Linked DNA regions of Gossypium hirsutum: region 1 is linked to region 2. Evidence: chromatin contacts called from public Hi-C data. All regions are on one chromosome and are shown on one strand. The core of a region is the stretch at or near the end of the contact, and the rest is flanking DNA. Distances in the headings are between cores, read along the strand shown. Region 1 has its middle 12 kb from the start of LOC107895245. Region 2 holds the start of LOC107895249 (protein SAWADEE HOMEODOMAIN HOMOLOG 2).

What was found. A called contact is a pair of places that touch in the nucleus more often than the background predicts.
Region 1: a Hi-C map of leaf shows a contact between it and region 2, with 2.5 times the contacts expected there. The contact joins the enhancer-like site here to the promoter of LOC107895249 in region 2. A contact is called at or near these places in 4 of 34 Hi-C or Micro-C datasets (anther, callus and leaf).

The regions. Positions count from the first base shown.
Region 1 is chrA13:97,373,613-97,378,432 of Gossypium_hirsutum_v2.1, forward strand. No RefSeq gene overlaps it. Among protein-coding and RNA genes, the nearest start is that of LOC107895245, 12 kb to the right of the region's middle. Within about 2 kb of position 2,834, at least 8 of the 9 cell types and tissues checked have an H3K27ac peak or open chromatin away from gene starts, as enhancers often do. A contact at or near this core is called in leaf, where this site is marked.
Region 2 is chrA13:97,300,496-97,304,984 of Gossypium_hirsutum_v2.1, forward strand. It overlaps LOC107895249 (protein SAWADEE HOMEODOMAIN HOMOLOG 2), which reads right to left and starts at 1,675. Exons shown (of 9, transcript XM_016820532.2): 1 at 1,184-1,675; 2 at 712-797; 3 at 562-607; 4 at 307-484; 5 at 137-209; 6 at 1-43. The coding sequence starts at 1,237. LOC107895248 (RNA exonuclease 4) reads right to left here. Exons shown (of 9, transcript XM_016820531.2): 4 at 4,136-4,217; 5 at 3,607-3,715; 6 at 3,278-3,366; 7 at 3,124-3,188; 8 at 2,946-3,024; 9 at 1,936-2,380. The coding sequence ends at 2,222.

The DNA.
Region 1 (4,820 bases), core at 1,584-4,083, 74 kb after region 2:
AAATTTAGTGAAAAAAACAACTTGAAACACACAAGAACACCAAGTAATAACAATGCCAAATTGGTAGCGGCTGTGTAAAGTAAAAGATAGAACAATAATAGATTAACCAAGATCGCAATGAATTTAAATGTGAAACAACCCAAAATTGAATCTTTTTGGCGATTTTCTTGAACTGAAAGAAAACAAACAAGTAAATAAAAAGAATAAATCAAACCAAACAGAATAGAAAACTTTAAATGGTTTGAGAGACATCGATTTCTTGAAATTTAAAACACATTTCTTGAAAAGAAATACTTGAATCTTAAAACCTAAAATCAAACAAGAAGATGAAACATTAGAAAAAGTTTCTAATGGACATAATCAAGATAGAAAAAGATTGAAGGGAAGAAGACGAAAAGGAGATGCCTTATGAAATCTTTTGAAGAATAATCTTCAACAAACTTCACAAATGGTTCTAATTTACCCTCTAAGACCAAACCCTAGCAAATGGAAATGTGAAGAGCCTCCCGCAACTTCAAAAAGAAACGAAGAAGAAAATAACTTCTAAAATAAACAAGAGAGATATCTTGCAAAAGAGAAAACACAAAGAGTTGTATTGACAAAAAGTTTTATTAAATCAAAATAATGAATAGTACCCCTAATGAATAATGAAGATGTATTTATATAGGCTAGCTAATTACATCAAAATATAACTCCTTAGTATAATGAAACTCTAATTAATCTAAACAAATAGTAATTCTAGTGGAATTAAACTTTCTTATTGACTAAGAAAACAATTAAAAATACTGAAAATATCCTAAAATTCTAAATAAATAATTAACAAAAAATAATACTTCATAAATACAATATTAGACTCAAATATAATCAAAATTAAGCCTTAAAATCGAACCCAATATGATTTAAACTCGAAATAAAATTTGAAATTTGAAATTTCCCATAATAATCTTATGTAGAAGTTACGCTCACACAATATTTACTAAAACAACCATAACTTGAGCTCCCGAGCACGAATTTGGGTGATTCAAAGCGCATTTCAAATATAAGAGATAGTTCTGTCATCGGTTGAGCTCTCATGCTCGAAATTGGGTGATTCAAAGTGCATTTTGAAACTAAGAGATAGCCCTATCATCAGTCAAATGACATCTCAACCTATAAATGCCTATATCCCATCCAAAAATGCATTGTAAGTTAACTGACTTTTCAGATTTGGAAATTGGTAAATTTAGTGAACTTAATTTAATAAATTTCATCCATTCATGCATATATCACAAATAGTAACTCATAAACTTTTGTTGTGTTTAACATTGTTTTTCAAAATCACTTTTAAAGTTAAACCAATAAGTCACAAGCAATACTAAACAAAAGGCTTTTCAAACAAAATCAACTTTCCAAATTAAAGCAGAAAAGTTGAAAATTTTAGCATTTGGCTTTGAGTAAAAAAGCTAAAAATTTTAGCTTTTGAGTTCTTAAAAGACAGTTTGTGTGCGAAATTATTAAATTTCCTCGTATTTATATTTAACTATAAATTATAAATATGATTTATATATTTAAGTTAAATTTCACATACAATTTATATTAATTTCTTAAAAAATATTTAATTTATATTCCATATATATTTATATTAAGAATGAGTTACCATATGTTTTAAAGTTATCATATTAGAAGTCCTATGGAGTCTGTAGAGCAAGAGGGAATCGGCGATAGACGGAGCGGTATGCGACAAACATAAGAAGGAGCGATCAACGTTCAAGATCAAGATACATATGTTGTGATGGAAACTAATTCGACAGCAAACAACCTAGGTCATGGAAAGATCGACTCATGGGTACAGACCCGCAAATCAAAGATAAAACAGGAACAATAATTAGAGATGAAGATGATGACGACTTAGAACTGCTAGAAGAAGATATTATGAGTTCCTCAGTAAATGGCATACCGGAAATAGATTTCTCCAATCGAGTTAATCAGTTACTCATAAAAGATATGAAGCTTGCGATAGTAATTAAGCTATTGGGAAAAAACATTGGTTACGCAACACTACAAAATAAGATACACTCCTTGTGGAAACTGATTCTACCATTCCGATTAATGGACATCGAAAACGGTTATTATTTGACTACATTTCAGAACGTCGAAGACTTTGAAAGAGTTTTAAGTCAAGGGCCTTGGATAGTTTATAGGGAATATCTAACCGTTTATCTCTGGAGTATCGAATTTAATCTCTCACAGCCATACCTAAATATGGTCATGGCCTGGATACGATTACCAGGACTGCCTGGGCATATGTACAAAAAGAAAATACTCTAGGAGTTAGGGGGAATGGTGGGAAGGGTCGCAATTTCAACACTGATAATGGAGTTCGGGGAAGATTCGCAAGAATGGCGGTCTACGTTAATATTGGAAAAGGCCCTTTCGTCGCAAGTTTTTAATCAATGGAGTTCCACAAAGAATTGAGTATGAGGGTCTTCCCACGGTCTGTTTTTCCTGCGGTCACTATGGACATACACAAGATTTGTGTCCAAAATCAGTGACTACTCAAAAACCATCAAAAGAAAATTTCTTGGATAAAGAACCAGTTTCGGAAAATAGATCTGAGTTAAGTGAAAACAATTCTACAAACAGCTCTGGTGATTACGACCCTTGGATGCTTGTAAAAAAACATAACCAGCCATGGTCAAAAGAACATCAGAACAAAAATGGTGTAGCCAAAGAGAAGAAATAAGAAAGTATTTGGTTTCAACCCTTAGAAACCCTAAATGAAGAAATGGGCTTAGAAGAGAATAGGCCGATATAGATAACAGTTAAACCCAAACAGAGGCTGGGAATGTGGCATGCCCAATAGAGGCAAAAAATGGACCCTCACCCACGGGCCAACTCCAACAAAGACTTGATAAGCAGTCTCCAGCTAGTCCAAGATCCAATAAGCAAACTCAGCCCAAAATGTTTGGGCCTAATGCTTCTCTTAAAAGAGACCGAAGTGATTCTAATTCAAGAAAGAACGATCTACCAGGCGCAATGCAGACCAAATCAGGATAAAAAAAATAGAAACAGAATAAAAAAATATTAATTTGAAAGAAACACAGTTAGAGACACAACAATCAAAGGGAGAATTGGAAATAGAAGCTGCAGGAGATAAAGGAAATACTGCAAAGAATGAAAATCAGATCTTGAGAGAAATTCAATATTCACAGCTACCAACAAAACTAGGATTTCAACCTAACCTTCACTTCAACATCGAAAGCATAAAAGAAGTCGCGATAACTCCTACAGTTGGAATCCTAGATTCAACCAAACAATCAATAGTGGCGTTCAAAGATCCAAATCATCATATGGGAAATCAGCAAGAATGACTACCATCCAAAAATAATATGGGGCAAAAAAAGAATTCACCCGTAGTAAGCACTAGTGGGGGGAAAACAAATGGCAACACAAAAGGGCAAAAACTCAATAAAATAATTCAGGATAAATGAAGCCCTTTTAAAGTCTCGTCCCCCAAAATTCTCCTGGCAGAGTCAATGGCTAATACGGTGGATTTGTTACAAGAGCAAGTCAAGCAAAGCATCTTCATCAAAACAAATGAAGAAGGACATGGGAACGCAGAAAGTAGAAATGATGCACGATGTCAACACTAGATTGGGTAAATTCCTTCTAAACCTTTATGATGAATAACAAAATTAGTTTATCAATTTTTGTCTGGAATTGTCAAGGATCCGCAAGTCCCAAATTCCTACGCATCTTTAGAGAATATAATATGGAATTTAGACCTGATATTGTAGGGCTTTTAGAGCCAAAGGTAAATGGTAGCAAATAAGATAAAATAATTGTTAAACTTAGATTTCATCACTGGCACCGCGTAGAAGCAATAGGGTTTTTAGGGGGAATTTGGATAGGGTGGAATGAGACAATTCACCAAGAAATAATTCAAAATCATCCCCAATTTATTCTTGTTAAAATTCATAATGTGGGAACAACACAACCTATCCTACTGGCTATCGTATATGGAATCCCCAATTCCACTAAAAGAAAGAATTTATGGGAAGCTTTAAAAATAACTATACCATCGGATCACTCCCCTTGGATGGCAATAGGTGATTTTGATACAATTCTTTCTGTTGAAGATAAAAAATGTGGTAATATCATAGGGAAGAGGTGCCCATTCTTTGGAGACTTCATGGAATCTAAAAATCTTCAAGACTTAGGATTTCAAGGACCCTCATTCACTTGGAAACGAGGAGGTGTCTTTGAAAGACTAGATTGAGCAATAGGAAATGCAACTTGGTGCCAATCATTTCCTCAATGCTTAATAACACACCTAACTCGAATAAAGTCCAATCATAGGCCATTGTTAGTAAACATTAATCTGGATCTTAAACTCCCTAGGGGATAACCTTTCAAGTTTCTCACGGGATGGGCACAGCATCAGGACTTTTCCAACATCGTTAAGAGTTCATGGAAATATGAGGGGGATAACTCTCTAAATCAACTCACTGAAAAGCTTAAAGTCTGGAATAAAAACGTTTACGGGCACATTGGATTCCACAAACAAAAATTGATAAAATCCTTAAGCTCAATACAAGCAAAACTTGAAAGATCTTACTCATATTCATTGGCCCAGAAAGAAATAAATATTAGAGATGAGCTAGAGAATGTTCTTAGCCATTAGGAATTATTGTGGAAGCAGAAATCTAGATGCGACTGGCTCAAACTGGGGATAACAATACAAAATTCTTCCATAGTTGTGCATTACACAGAAGAAAGATTAATCGTATTAGTGCACTCTGCAACATAAACGGTGATTGGCTATATGACCTAGAAGATAT
Region 2 (4,489 bases), core at 425-2,924:
TGCATCCAAATATCTATGGGCCAGAAAAGTCGCAACATCATACCTGAAAACAGGAGATTTAAGAGGATTGGGTTGACTGCAAATATTTGTTTATCAGTGAAACAAATTTTAAATAGACAAAGATGAACAAACTTACCATGCACCATCCCTTGAAGATTTAGCTTCAAACTCCATATAAGATTCTGACAAATTCCTTCCTGCACCTGGAACTGAGAGCAGCAAATGAGGACTATAAATCTGAAGTGCGATGATACGGAAGACTTGAAAGGGAAAAAGAACTCTAAAGACAGTCAGAAATTATTCTACCTGTAGAAGCAGGCATTGGAGCAGTCATATGAGGAGGCACGGGAGCTGCAACAGGCTGTGGCACATTTCTCATGGGATTGGAATCATCCCGAGGCATAGATGTAATATTTAGCTTCCCAGGAACCTTATTTGATTTTGCCCTTATCGCATAGCGCCTATTCTGGAACCAGTTCCATATCTACACAAGAAGTTTTCCAAGTGTAATCGGTTGAAAATATTTCCTCCTTAACAAAAAAATAAAATCCAACTTCTTACTTGCTTAAACTGCACAACGATCTTCCCTTTCCGTTCTGCCGACTCACTACATCCAAAGCAAATTTGCTTACAGTTTCTTATAAGAGAAAAAAAAAAAAAAAAGAACTATACATCATGCAACACAATGTTGTTGAGGATACTAATGCATACCTGAACTTATCTGCAAGACTCATAAGGATCTCTCGAACAGGCATCTGATTATGGTGCTCCTGGAGAATAGTCTCCATCTCCGCCACCTTAATGCAGAGATTATGTTACAAATTCATTGTTTAAAGAAATAAACGAAAAAAACTATACTACACTAGAACTTACGAAAGAAAAATCTTGAAACAAAGCCTATGCACTTACAACTACGTTTATTTACCAAAAATATTAAAATTGGATTACTAACACTACCATTAACAAAATAGACTAAATGCTAAACAATCTATCACACAAAAAACTCAACCAATCAAAGCAATCATTAGCAGAAATTTTCAAATAAAAAAAACCCAGAAATTAGTTGACTAAAGCATGCAATCCCACTGACCCATTTGAGATTTCAAACTAAAAATCGAAACCATTACTATGAAACAACACTATAAGCAATATAACTAATTTCTCTTGAAAAGAAAAAGGGTACCTCAGTTTGGGTGAAACGAAAGGCAGGGCCGCCACTACTCGGATGCCGACCCATCTATTCCAACACTCTTGGTCGCGCGGGCTTTTTTCCCTTTTTTTTTCTTCTTTCTAGAAAAATATAAACTTGATATGCTTTTGGGTATTGAAGTATAGTAAGTGCAATTTTTTTTTTTTATGATTATTCTGGAGAGGGACCAGATTTTGTCTTATCAAAGGTTTAGAATTTCTGATAGAACTATGGACAATAGAAAATAAAAAAGAGAAAGCAAATTTGTTTGGGATGGGGGTAGTTTCGACCCTAATTCAGTCGCCAATGCGAGTGAATCCCGTGATTTTTCGGTCTCCTTTTTTACCTTTGTCTTAAAAAGAGAAAGATTTTCATTTTCTTTTCCATTTTACTAATGATATTGGAGTGCTCGGCGATGTCTAAGGGCTGAAAACCAACGGCATATCAGATATATACCTAAAAAACACAATTTGGTTGCAAATCAATTTGCTGAACTTTAGCTAACGTGTTCGCAAGTTTTTTATAAGGCTCCTAATAAAATCTCAAAGGTCTTAAAAGAAAATCAAAGCGAGTGATGTTTTCAAACAATTGACTTAATATAATTTATCTTCTCCTTTTCCGCTCTGGCTTTATGCATCCTATCAACTTATACTTGCAAATTGGATTTGATTATCAAATTCCAAGTGCTAATCACTTAGTAAAATTTTGATACATAGAAAAGTCAATGTAGACATTGTAATGCAAAATTTATGAATAAAGTTATAAATTCATTTTCAGAAAGTAAATGGTAAAAACTAGTGATTGTAATATTTCATTGAATGGGATACATAACCAAGTTTTTTTTTCCATCATACTAAGTTTAACTACAGATGAAGAGGTCGGCCTTTTGTTCTCTGATCACCGTTTGATGCTGCATCATTTGTTTCTTGCAGTCCAGATTTATGGTAAGGATTCTGTAAATCACTCTCCATGAAGGTGATCCTGCTGAAGATTTTGGAACTTCATTTTCGACAATTATGCGACTTGTCACCATTAAGATGCAATCAGAGAATGGTTGATATCAGCCTTTGGTTTCTTTCTCTGCTTGCGTTTCTTCTGCTTTTCTTTGAGCCTTAATTGATCCTTAACGCTTCTTTCCCATTCCTTCCGGTGTTTTGAGTAAAGAAGCATTGCAGCACGAGCATCGTCTACCTGACGAATGACAATACATGTTAGTTTGAAAACGTTGCATTGTTGGTTTAGAGCAAAAATAGGGAAAGCTGTCTCAAAGTTTGCCCCTAAACACATTTGAGCTAAACCAACTCGAATATGTTTCAGAAAAAGACCATAATTCCCTTGATAATTACAAAACAACCCTTTCTAATTAAGTTCTACACAATAAGGATCTTTTGAGAGCTTGGCAGACCAGCAGTGAAGAAACACTTGAGAAGGAACTTTCCAGCCCCAAGTATTCTTCCAAAGAAAACTACCTTCCCTTGTAATGAATAACAGATGACATAACACAATTGTGTCACCTTATTGTCGCGCATTGGCCTTCAAGAATGAAAATGTTTAAAATGAACAAAATTACCACTCTAGTGACAAGCCTGTGACTTTGAGCATCTCAGATTCAGATTAGTAATGTCAACAACCTTCTAATAGACAAGTTTAGAGCATATCAGATCAATCAACCAAGTCTTTTTCTGTAGTTTCAATGTAATTATTTCATGTTTGCTAACAGTTTGGAGAACAAGTATCTAATGAACATTTTACTTACAGGGCAGTGTTCGCCATTCTGGATCTCAACACCTAGAACCTCTGCTGCAAGATGCCGAAGTGCCTTTCTGCGTCCTTCCCTGTTGCAACAACAATCATTGTTATCTGAGGCACCATAGGAGCTGTTTAACACACTCAATTGTCCAGGCAATAATAGCTAAGAGATGAAAGACTAATACTTTAAAAACGGTTGAAACTCTGAGGTGTCCCTCAGGTCCTTCTTAGGATGCGTTAGTAGTAAGGCCTGTAGAAAATAAGCAGTCAAATCAAAATCTCAGTGCCAGTTTTCTACTTCCATACAAACAACAAAACAACAAAGCAAATAAAGAAAACCTTAAGGTCATTGTGCAACGCATGACCGACAAGAATTCTTCCCTTAATCAACTCTGCCACTTTCTTCTGAACAACCCTAAAATCCTTTGCTGCAGAGACAAAAAAAAAATTGCATTAGGCCAAAATTTCTTCTCCAAAGCAGTCAAACCTTCTTGAACAATGGAATGGCAAATGTTTTCAAACTAAAATTGGTTTTTATCATGTAAGAATTATACAAAAACGCATATACTTTGCATATGCAATATATATATAAGCCAATAGCCTTTTTAAGGATATGATGCTCCAGTTTCAGAGAATTCAGGTAACCACCAAAGCAAATTAAAGCCAACCTTTCCTCAAGTCTCTGGGCCGAATGCCACTAATATGTGTGCGGAAGTCAACAACACGTTCTACTGGCCGCACAAACTCATCATATATAACATTTCTCCATTTATTTACCTGTCATTAACTGAAATATTAAGTAATCAATGACCTTAAAAAGAATAATATATCAAACTCAAAATCTCATTAAATGAAAATGTTTAAATTAACCCAAAATGAAATATAATTTTTCTTGTGCATAAATTAAAACTGTATCTTATTTTACTGATTAAAAAAGACAAAACATGAGAGCTTGAAATAAAAGAATGTGCGAGGGCAACACATGACAAATGCAATTAACCTAACATGAGAGCATTACACTGCATCAGATATTATCTGTTCTTAAAACTATAAAGGTAACAATTCCAAACTAAATAGGGAAAAAGAGAGACGTTTATTTTATATATCGCCTATCCCATCATTGAATTTTGGCTATGGATAATGTAAGATCATAAGACATAAACAGTATGATCAAAGATGCAGGGACAGCTAAATTACCACTGTAACTCGTCCAAGGGCACTCTTGTTCCCCTGACCGACACCAACCATTTCACAATCCATAGCTAGCACATCTGTCACACTGTCATACATTTGACGAGTCATTTAAAAGGTTACATATGTGCGAAGGCAGAAAGACAGATAAAGACCACATCAAAACAACTCACTCGAAGGAAGAATGGAACTTCTAGCAGTGTACTATTGCACATCGAAATAGCATTTCTCATTAAAAACACCATAACTTGACCTTACTATCCCAGGCATTAAAGTTATTGCAACATCCATATCCCTTAAAAACCACAAAATAAGAATCAAAACAACCTACTTCTACTTCCTTGCTTGGTGCATACAACC